Linked DNA regions of Mus musculus: region 1 is linked to region 2. Evidence: chromatin contacts called from public promoter capture Hi-C data. All regions are on one chromosome and are shown on one strand. The core of a region is the stretch at or near the end of the contact, and the rest is flanking DNA. Distances in the headings are between cores, read along the strand shown. Region 1 holds the start of Slc23a3 (solute carrier family 23 (nucleobase transporters), member 3). Region 2 overlaps Gm32275 (a long non-coding RNA gene).

Region 1 (3,853 bases), core at 140-2,639, 310 kb after region 2:
CATCCCTGCTCAGGTGGCTCTGGAATCTGAGCAGCTCTGCCCTCCCTCAGTCTCTACACCTACTGGGCTACCACCCACCCCTCTCAGGACTCACGTACAGCAAGGCCAGGCCCCAGTGAGCAGAACAGAACTGGGCCACCTCCTTGTGGGCAGAAAGCCCTGCCACAACCAGGCTGGGAGCCAGCACCAGTGGCCCACAGTAGGGGAACACACGGCCAGGCACCCCTAGAAGTCCTATAGTGCCCTGCAGCAGCCCGGACACCACCACTGCCCCCGACACCTAAGGGAGTAGAGAGGAGGACAGATGAAGAAATTCCACTCAATCAACTATCTCCGAGGATAAGCCCCTGCCTAACTCCTCCCCTTAGCATCAGTATCTAATGATGGGAACAAGAGCCTCTCCAGGCTGGGGCCATCCAGTCCTTCTGCTGTCTTCTCCCAGGCACTCACCTCTCGGAGAGAAGTGTTCCAGAGCTCCAGGCCATGGCAGCTTCTTGTCAAACTACACAGGGGCAGTGAGAGGGAGGCTGGAAGTTTGGGGTACAGAAAGAAGATGTAGATGGAACAGAGGCTCTGTGTTCTCCTGTCCTAGCTGATGCCTGGCATAACCCCAAAATCTCTACAATGCCCAGGACCACCCAACCTCCAGCCCCCGTGTACCTCTGCCACTAGCCCACCTTTGCTTTGTACTAACCATTTCCAGGTGTCTTGGTCGTCAGAGGTAGCTTCTGGTTTGTCAGCACCAGTGCGGGGATAAGAAACTCTAGGGACGGAGCCTGGATTAGAGGTAGCCTGTAGGGACAGCAGCCCCAGCAGGTTTGGAAACATGTGGCAGTCAACAGGATTGCCCTAAATCTCTTCCTGAGAGACTACACCCTCTCTCAACGGAGTTCCCCTCACCTGCTGCCCATCCAAGTCTGCAGGACCGTAGACAGGCCACATGAAAAGAAACTGGAAGCCAGGAGCTGAGCGGGTGGGTATGAGAGCCCTCCTGGGGGAAGACCATGAAGCAGCAGCAGGTGGGAGGCCCAGAGCAAAGATGCCAAGACCAGGAAATGCTGGAGATAGAGGAATGGAGAGGGAGGAGCTTTCGAAATACCTATGTGTAGGTTTCTCATGACTCACTAACTCCCTCCAAATAGCCACTTCAGATAGTGCCAACTCCTACCGCCTCCACCTCCTACCTGTAGAGCCAGAAGACAGCTGAGCCCCCAGGTGGAAGGCCCACACACCCGAGAGGCCCAAGAACGGGAGGAGGGATTCTGGAGAGGGGGTAGCAGTGGTGGCAGGGGAGCAGGGGTATCCTGGTAGCCCTCAGATAGAAGTGGAATGGGATGGAGAGGTGATCGGCTCATGCTGCCCTGACTTGATTGCGTCTTGGCTGCCCCAGGCTAGTTGAATAAGGAGTAAGAGATCAAGAGTTTGGGTGGAGTAAGCTGCCTACGTGGGTGGGGAGTCGGGGGTGTCAATGAAGCGGAGAGAAGGGATAAGGGTTTGGGAGCAGGACGTGGCTCTTTCACCTTTGCCCAGCTCTTGTGCAAATTCCATCAGCCATTAACCTAGCAGCTGAGTCCTGGACCCCTCCCTCAAGAATGTTCATCTATATCCACTGCTTCTAGACCAGGCTCTGGAGATGAGGGTTAGGGAACATCTATCAAAACAGTCTGAGGAGATTGTGCAAGCTACCTCTTGTCATCAACACTGAACATCGCTTCAGTTAGGTACATATTTTTCAGCCAAACAAGACATGCCCCAGGTCAGTTCAAAACAAAACCTGTGTGTAGAACGCCCTCATCCCTTATGACAATGACCACCGTAGATAACGAACTCGGTGTAAGGCAAGAGCACTTGACAGCAATGTGTATTACAAAATGTGAATGGGCACAAATCAGAAGACAATGGAACGGTCTGCTGCCCACACCCATAAATAGGATGCTGTGGATGTGACAGCTACATTGCCAGCCGATAATGACACTTTACTGGTAACTCAGATGTCATAGCCATTGGTGGACCTGGTTTGCTATACTAGTGAGTGAACTTCTGGAAAAACATTGAACAAAGTATATTTATTTACTTTATATTTCCCTGCAAACTGAGGCTATTATTTTTGAGATTATCATTACATTATTTCTCCCTTCCCTTCCCTCCCTCAAAAACCCTCCCGTATGCCCCTCCATCTCATTTTTCAAACTCATTGCCTTTTTCATTATTACATGAACATATACATGTACATGTTTCTAAATGTAACCTGTCAGCTTGTATAGTTATTCCTATGTATGGTTTCAGAGCTGACCATCTGATATCGGATGATCAATCAGGATGCTATCTCTGGGGAAGGCAAACCCTCCCACTCGAAGCACTCCTTAGGTACCTTTGTGTTGGGTTGAGGCCTCAGGTTTCTTTTTTCTTTCTTAATGCACAAAAGTGTTTACACTTAAAATATAACATTAGGATTGGGTAGGGTTGGTGGCACATGCCTGTATCCTGCCGTTCTGAAGGCAGATGTAACCAGATAGCAAGTTGCAAGTACCAGATTAGCCTAAACCTCATGAGACCATTTCCAAAAGCAGGTCCTCCAGGCTCAGATTTTCATATATGTGATGATGTCTTGGGAATTGTTCATAGTAAAGGAGGTTTTAAGCCCTTTAGGATATCTAAGCATCCCACTCAGGCTGGGGGAAAAAAAAAAAAAGCCAGGAGAAACCTCAAAGGTTATGACAAAAGGTCAGTACATTTCTACAACGACCCCTTGGGGGCTGCAGCTCCACCAGTCCACAGACCTTTATTCCCAGCCCCCACACTCCCTAGGTGATCTTTAGCAGCCGGCGACAGGTCCACATACACCAAAGATGGTTCTTCCAGTGATGACTCAGCTCTGGTTCTTCAGCACCAGCTCCTTCCGTAAGTCACCTTGCTGAAGAGGTCAACAGAGCTTGGATTCCAGCTCAACTGGATGTGTGGTTTGAACCATAAGGATCCACAAGGCTGGTACCCACCCAGGATATATGACACAGACAGGGCTTTCCCAGGCCTGGGAAAGTCACCACTTGTACCCCATGGCAGGTCACATCCAGCAATTTCAGGGCCCCCAAGAAGTAGCAGCAGGGATGCAGGAAAGCTTGAAACAGGAACCACTAACTATTAGGAAGTTCTAAAGCAGCTCAGAGCAAACGCCTACATAGTGATTACAGGGCTGTGCATCTGACCTGGGAGGCAGAGGAGGGATAGGAGATCAACAAAGAATGCTACAGAAGGAAAAGGCCAGGCCATGCAACAGAAACTGTTTATTGAAACCTCAATTCTATAAAAGCGTGAAAAACCCAGATACAAAGCAGTGGTAACCAGAGAGGCCTGTGAAGAGAACACCCAAAAAGGCAGAGTGGGAAGCCTTGGAGCAGGATGCTACGGTTGGAAGACAAAGGGACAAGGTTAGAGGACCCAGCAATTCTTGGCTGTGACAGGGAGCTTCCTGGTCCTCAGCAGCTCTCATCATGGTTCTCAGCCTCAGAGACATCACAGAGACCCACATCAATCCTCTCCTCCGCTTCCCACACTCCCACCTTTACCTTTCCATCTTTGGAAACTTCAAAACAAAAAATCTACTTCCCTAGGCGTGTGGAGGCAGAGAGATAGGTGGTTCTCTGTCATCTGTGGCATGCCTCTGGTCACTGAGCTGACACTGTCCCAGGCACCACTGGTGTCCTAGCCTGCTAGCCAGACTCTGAGGTCTAGGAGAGTGAACGACCTTGTAATGCCCCCATAATCCCTTATGCTCCTACCCAGGAGGACAGGGGACCAGCCAAGGGCCCAGAGAGGTAGCAAAAATCTAAATCAAGTTTTCCTCTTCCAGGTT
Region 2 (3,937 bases), core at 1,151-3,650:
TAACAATAACAATTTTAACAGTATCTCATGGGGCTCCTTAGCTGCTACTCCAGTACCTCAGGGAGAGGTGGTCCTCTCTAATCTGTCTCATTGTGACTGATTTAGAAATTTAAATCTATTATAGGTATGCATATATAAGGGGAAACATAGTATGTATAGGGACTGGCACTGTGTGCAGCTTTGGAACCACCAGGGGCTGTAGAATATCGCCTGGGGATAAGGACTGTACTACCGTAATAACACATTTTGATCAATCACAAAGAGAGAAAAACTGAATGAGTTTCCTATTTTCTCCAAGGATGAAAATAATGTAAAATTGTGGTTGTCATTGATGTGTCATTAAAGATGGGACTTAGAAAGATGTCTCAGAGGTCAAGAGCAATTCCTGTTCTTCCAGAGGACCTGAGTTTGGTTCTAGGCATCCACACTGGGCAGCTCACTTCTGCCTGTGACTTCTAGAGCCAAGGAATCCAGTTAAGTGGAAGCTTCTAGTTTACTTGGGAAGTTAGTTGTGTCAGCTGATTGTTTGCTGGGGCAGGCAGGTGAAAGGGTGCCCTGGTAAAGCAGACTCGTGAAAGAACGTTTTCCTGAAGCAGACACAGAGGATGTTCTGATACAGCAAACACGTGAAAGGACCTGTGATGAAGGAGTATGAATATGACCCCCCCCCCCCGACAGTGGGAGGCGAGCAGTGAGCTCCGCTACCCCAGTATTCTTCAATGACGACATGCATGTATTGGTTTGCCTTACATAGCTTTGTTGAGCTCAACTGGTGGTAAGGACGCCATTGAGAGAAACTCAGTGACCTAGAATAAGAACTTCTTGTGAGGCTCCTTCAGCACCTTGCTGCTTCCGAGGCCTCTCCTCCGGCCAGTTGGTATTCACGCTTGCTGTCTGCCTGAGGAAAGGACTGGACTGCAGCTGCTGAGTCATATTTGGTGTTTGCTGTGGGACTGAGCTGCTGCCCAAGATGAGCTCGCCCCCAAAGGGCTCTTGCTGAACAGGTCCACTTCCCCCAAATCCTAATGACTTTTCTCTTCCACTACCTCTGCTGGGTAGTGGGCTAGAGGAGAGGTTGAACCCTTATTAAAAGTAGGTTGCAGCCAGGTGTGGTAACGCACTTCTTTAATCCCAGCACTCGGGAGGCAGAGGCAGGCAGATTTGAGTTCGAGGCCAGCCCGGTCTACAGAGTGAGTTCCAGGAGAGCCAGGCCTATACAGAGAAACCCTGTCTTGAAAAACCAAAAAAAAAAAAAAAAAAAAAAAAAAAAAAAAAAAAAAAGTAGGTTGCAAAAAATGCAGTCCAGTGCCCTCTTCTGGCTTCCATGGGTGTCTGCACACATGTGGCTCATACTCACCCAGATACAGGTACACATAAATAAAAATAAATATTAAAAAAAGATTAAAGACTGTGCAGCTTAGCTCAGTACAGTGGAGTGCATCTGTTGTCCCAGCTGCTTGGGAGGTCTGAGAGTTGAGGCCCAAGTGACAGCCAGATCCTGTTTTAAACAAAGATTGTGTGGTGGTTTTCCTATATGTTGACCCTCAGCTCTGGGGCTTTGGGTGTAAATTTTTCTTGTATAAGTGAACGTTCAGATTTTGTATCTACTTTTGTATTTTTGTGCTTATATCCTCCCACCCCAAGGTGGCTTCTCTGTGTCGCCCTGGCTTTCCTGGAACTTTCTTTGTAGACCAAGGCTGTGTTCATATTCTTTTTCTTTTCTTTTCTTTTCTTTTTTTTTTTTTTTTTTTTTTTTTGGTTTTTCAAGACAGGGTTTCTCTGTATAGCCCTGGCTGTCCTGGAACTCACTTTGTAGACCAGGCTGGCCTCAAACTCAGAAATCCGCCTGCCTCTGCCTCCCGAGTGCTGGGATTAAAGGCGTGCGCCACCACTTTTTCTTAAGGAGCTCATTGAAATTGGGTGAGCTCTGGCCTCACAGAATGTAGATCTCTTCTTGCATGTCTGTCCCCTCCTTACATCTGTCAGTAGGTCAGGGCATGTGTTTTCTCTTCATTTTTGAGATGATGGACACTCAGAGAAGTTACATTGCTTGCCCATAGTTTTGCCTATGGCTGGAGAAAACTCAACTAGAAACCAATCTTTTCAGTTCTGAGTTCAGACATTTAGTCACACCCGTGGCAAGCACCTTATTCCAGAATTTCCCACTGTCTTAGGTGTCGAGGGTTGGGTTCTAGGTTGTAGGGACCTAATGAGAGGCCTGGTAAAGCCACAGGGAACACTTTGTGTTTTCTGTCCTGTGCAGCCTTTCTTTGTCCTCCTTTCTCCTTCAGCAATGGAAGGCATCTGGTGGGAGCTGAGAGCATGAATTTTCCCTCTGTCAGGGTGAGCAATTCTTGAACAGACTCAGAATGGACCGGTGAGCGGTGAGCCGGCTGTGCGTGAATATGCATAGGAACATGTCTTTGTTACTTTTTAAGCCAAGTGTATTTTGGGCCCGTTTCCCTGGAGACATAGGGCGGAAGAAGAGGCCTTGCAGAGAGAGATGCCGTTTGCGACACTTGCTTTCCAGCCCCCTCCAGTCAGTCCCGGGCTCCACCTGCACTGAGTTTTCCAAGGTCACTAACTTTCCTTTGTTGCAGAGTCCAACTTTTTAAGCCCTAATCTTTCCAGGCTTTCTCCAGCTGTCAGCGTTCTTTTCAAATGTAAATCTGATCTACCTTCTCTAAAACCCTTCTGTGGCTCCTACGGCTCTGCAGGGAGACTGAGACAATTGGTTGCAGACTCCCAGTGTCTTCCCAGTGCCCACTGGGAGCTTTCTTTTCTCTGATGAACCTGTGAACCGTGCTCTTCCCTGACGGGGGCTTTTGCACGCATTCCTTCAGTCACTATTTAATTTTACTTACCATTTGTGAGACTTTTGTTTGGTGTTGGAGTTAACAACAGCCAATAGAGCAGTCAAGGGCTGGTGAGAATCCAGGGAAGGACGTTTGCAACCAAGTCTGATGATTGAAGCAGGATGGAAGGGATGAACTGACTCCCAGGCACAGATGTAAACAAACAAACAAACAAACAAATAAATAAATAAAAGAAAAAACAGGCAAGAGCTTTATCGTTATGGACCTTTCTATCAAAAGTGTTTGATTTTTTAGAATGTTCTTCCTTTTATTTCTGTAAACATCTCTCTCTCTCTCTCTCTCTCTCTCTCTAGGTTAGAGGACTTGGTCTGGTTTCTCCTTTCACCATGTGGGTTCAGGGATCACCATCAAGCTTGGCAGGAAGGCTTTTACCAGCTGAACCGTGCTGAGGCCCCATGTCCTTTGATTTTGTTTTGTTTTGTTGTGTTGAGACAAGGTTTCTCTGTGTAGCACGTTGTAGCTCTGTAAACCAGGCTGGCCTCAAACTCAGATTTGCCTTCCTCTGTTTCCCAGTGTTAGGATTAAAGTCATGTACCACCAAGCCAAGCTGGTTTGTTTGTTTGTTTGTTTTTTGTTTTAATTACAAGTTTTGTTTAGTTTAATTACAAGTTATTTACTGATGTTTAAATAATAATAACTTTATTGGCATAACTCCCATACTCTGTAACTTACATATAAGTATACAGTTCCGTTTAGAACATTTGGTTGTGCAGCCATCACATTTGAGACTGTTGATTCCACCAGAAACTTTGTATTCATTTATAGTGTTCTACTGCTGTGAAGAGACCATGGCAACTGTCCTTCTAGAGAGCATTTAATTGGCGCTTGCTTACAGTTTCAGAGGTTTAGTCCATTCTCCCCATTGGTTAAGATCAGTGTGTTGCTCCTGCACAGAACCCTAATATGGTGCCCAGCATGCATGTGGCTGCTCAAAACTCTGTAATTCCAGGCACCTCAGGACACTGATCCACATGTGGGTTTCTCATACACATAAAGTGAAAACCAATCTTAAAAAGAGAAAGTCCTGACCTGGATGGTGAACATTTAACATGACCCATGTC

Evidence for each region. Promoter capture Hi-C pulls out the DNA fragments that hold promoters and counts their contacts.
Region 1: a promoter capture Hi-C map of hippocampal neurons shows a contact between it and region 2, with 2.2 times the contacts expected there. The contact joins the promoter of Slc23a3 here to the enhancer-like site in region 2. A contact is called at or near these places in 5 of 39 promoter capture datasets (the 3T3-L1 cell line, cranial neural crest, embryonic stem cells and 2 more), 3 of 484 Hi-C or Micro-C datasets (CD4 T cells, cortical neurons and forebrain), 9 of 115 datasets of contacts at active chromatin or transcription factors (the NIH/3T3 cell line, astrocytes, bone marrow-derived macrophages and 5 more) and 3 of 9 other capture datasets (adipose tissue, liver and pancreatic islet).

Annotation. Positions count from the first base shown.
Region 1 is chr1:75,132,501-75,136,353 of GRCm38.p6, forward strand. Slc23a3 (solute carrier family 23 (nucleobase transporters), member 3) reads right to left here and starts at 1,390. Exons shown (of 12, transcript NM_194333.3): 1 at 1,185-1,390; 2 at 901-1,058; 3 at 695-792; 4 at 451-527; 5 at 99-280. The coding sequence starts at 1,355. It overlaps Cnppd1 (cyclin Pas1/PHO80 domain containing 1), which reads right to left. Exons shown (of 10, transcript NM_026977.3): 10 at 3,262-3,853.
Region 2 is chr1:74,822,496-74,826,432 of GRCm38.p6, forward strand. It overlaps Gm32275 (a long non-coding RNA gene), which reads right to left. Exons shown (of 3, transcript XR_373533.3): 2 at 2,865-2,991. Among named protein-coding and RNA genes, the nearest start is that of n-TGgcc3, 7.6 kb to the left of the region's middle. Within about 2 kb of position 2,401, at least 46 of the 459 cell types and tissues checked have an H3K27ac peak or open chromatin away from gene starts, as enhancers often do. A contact at or near this core is called in cortical neurons, embryonic stem cells, forebrain and 1 more, where this site is marked.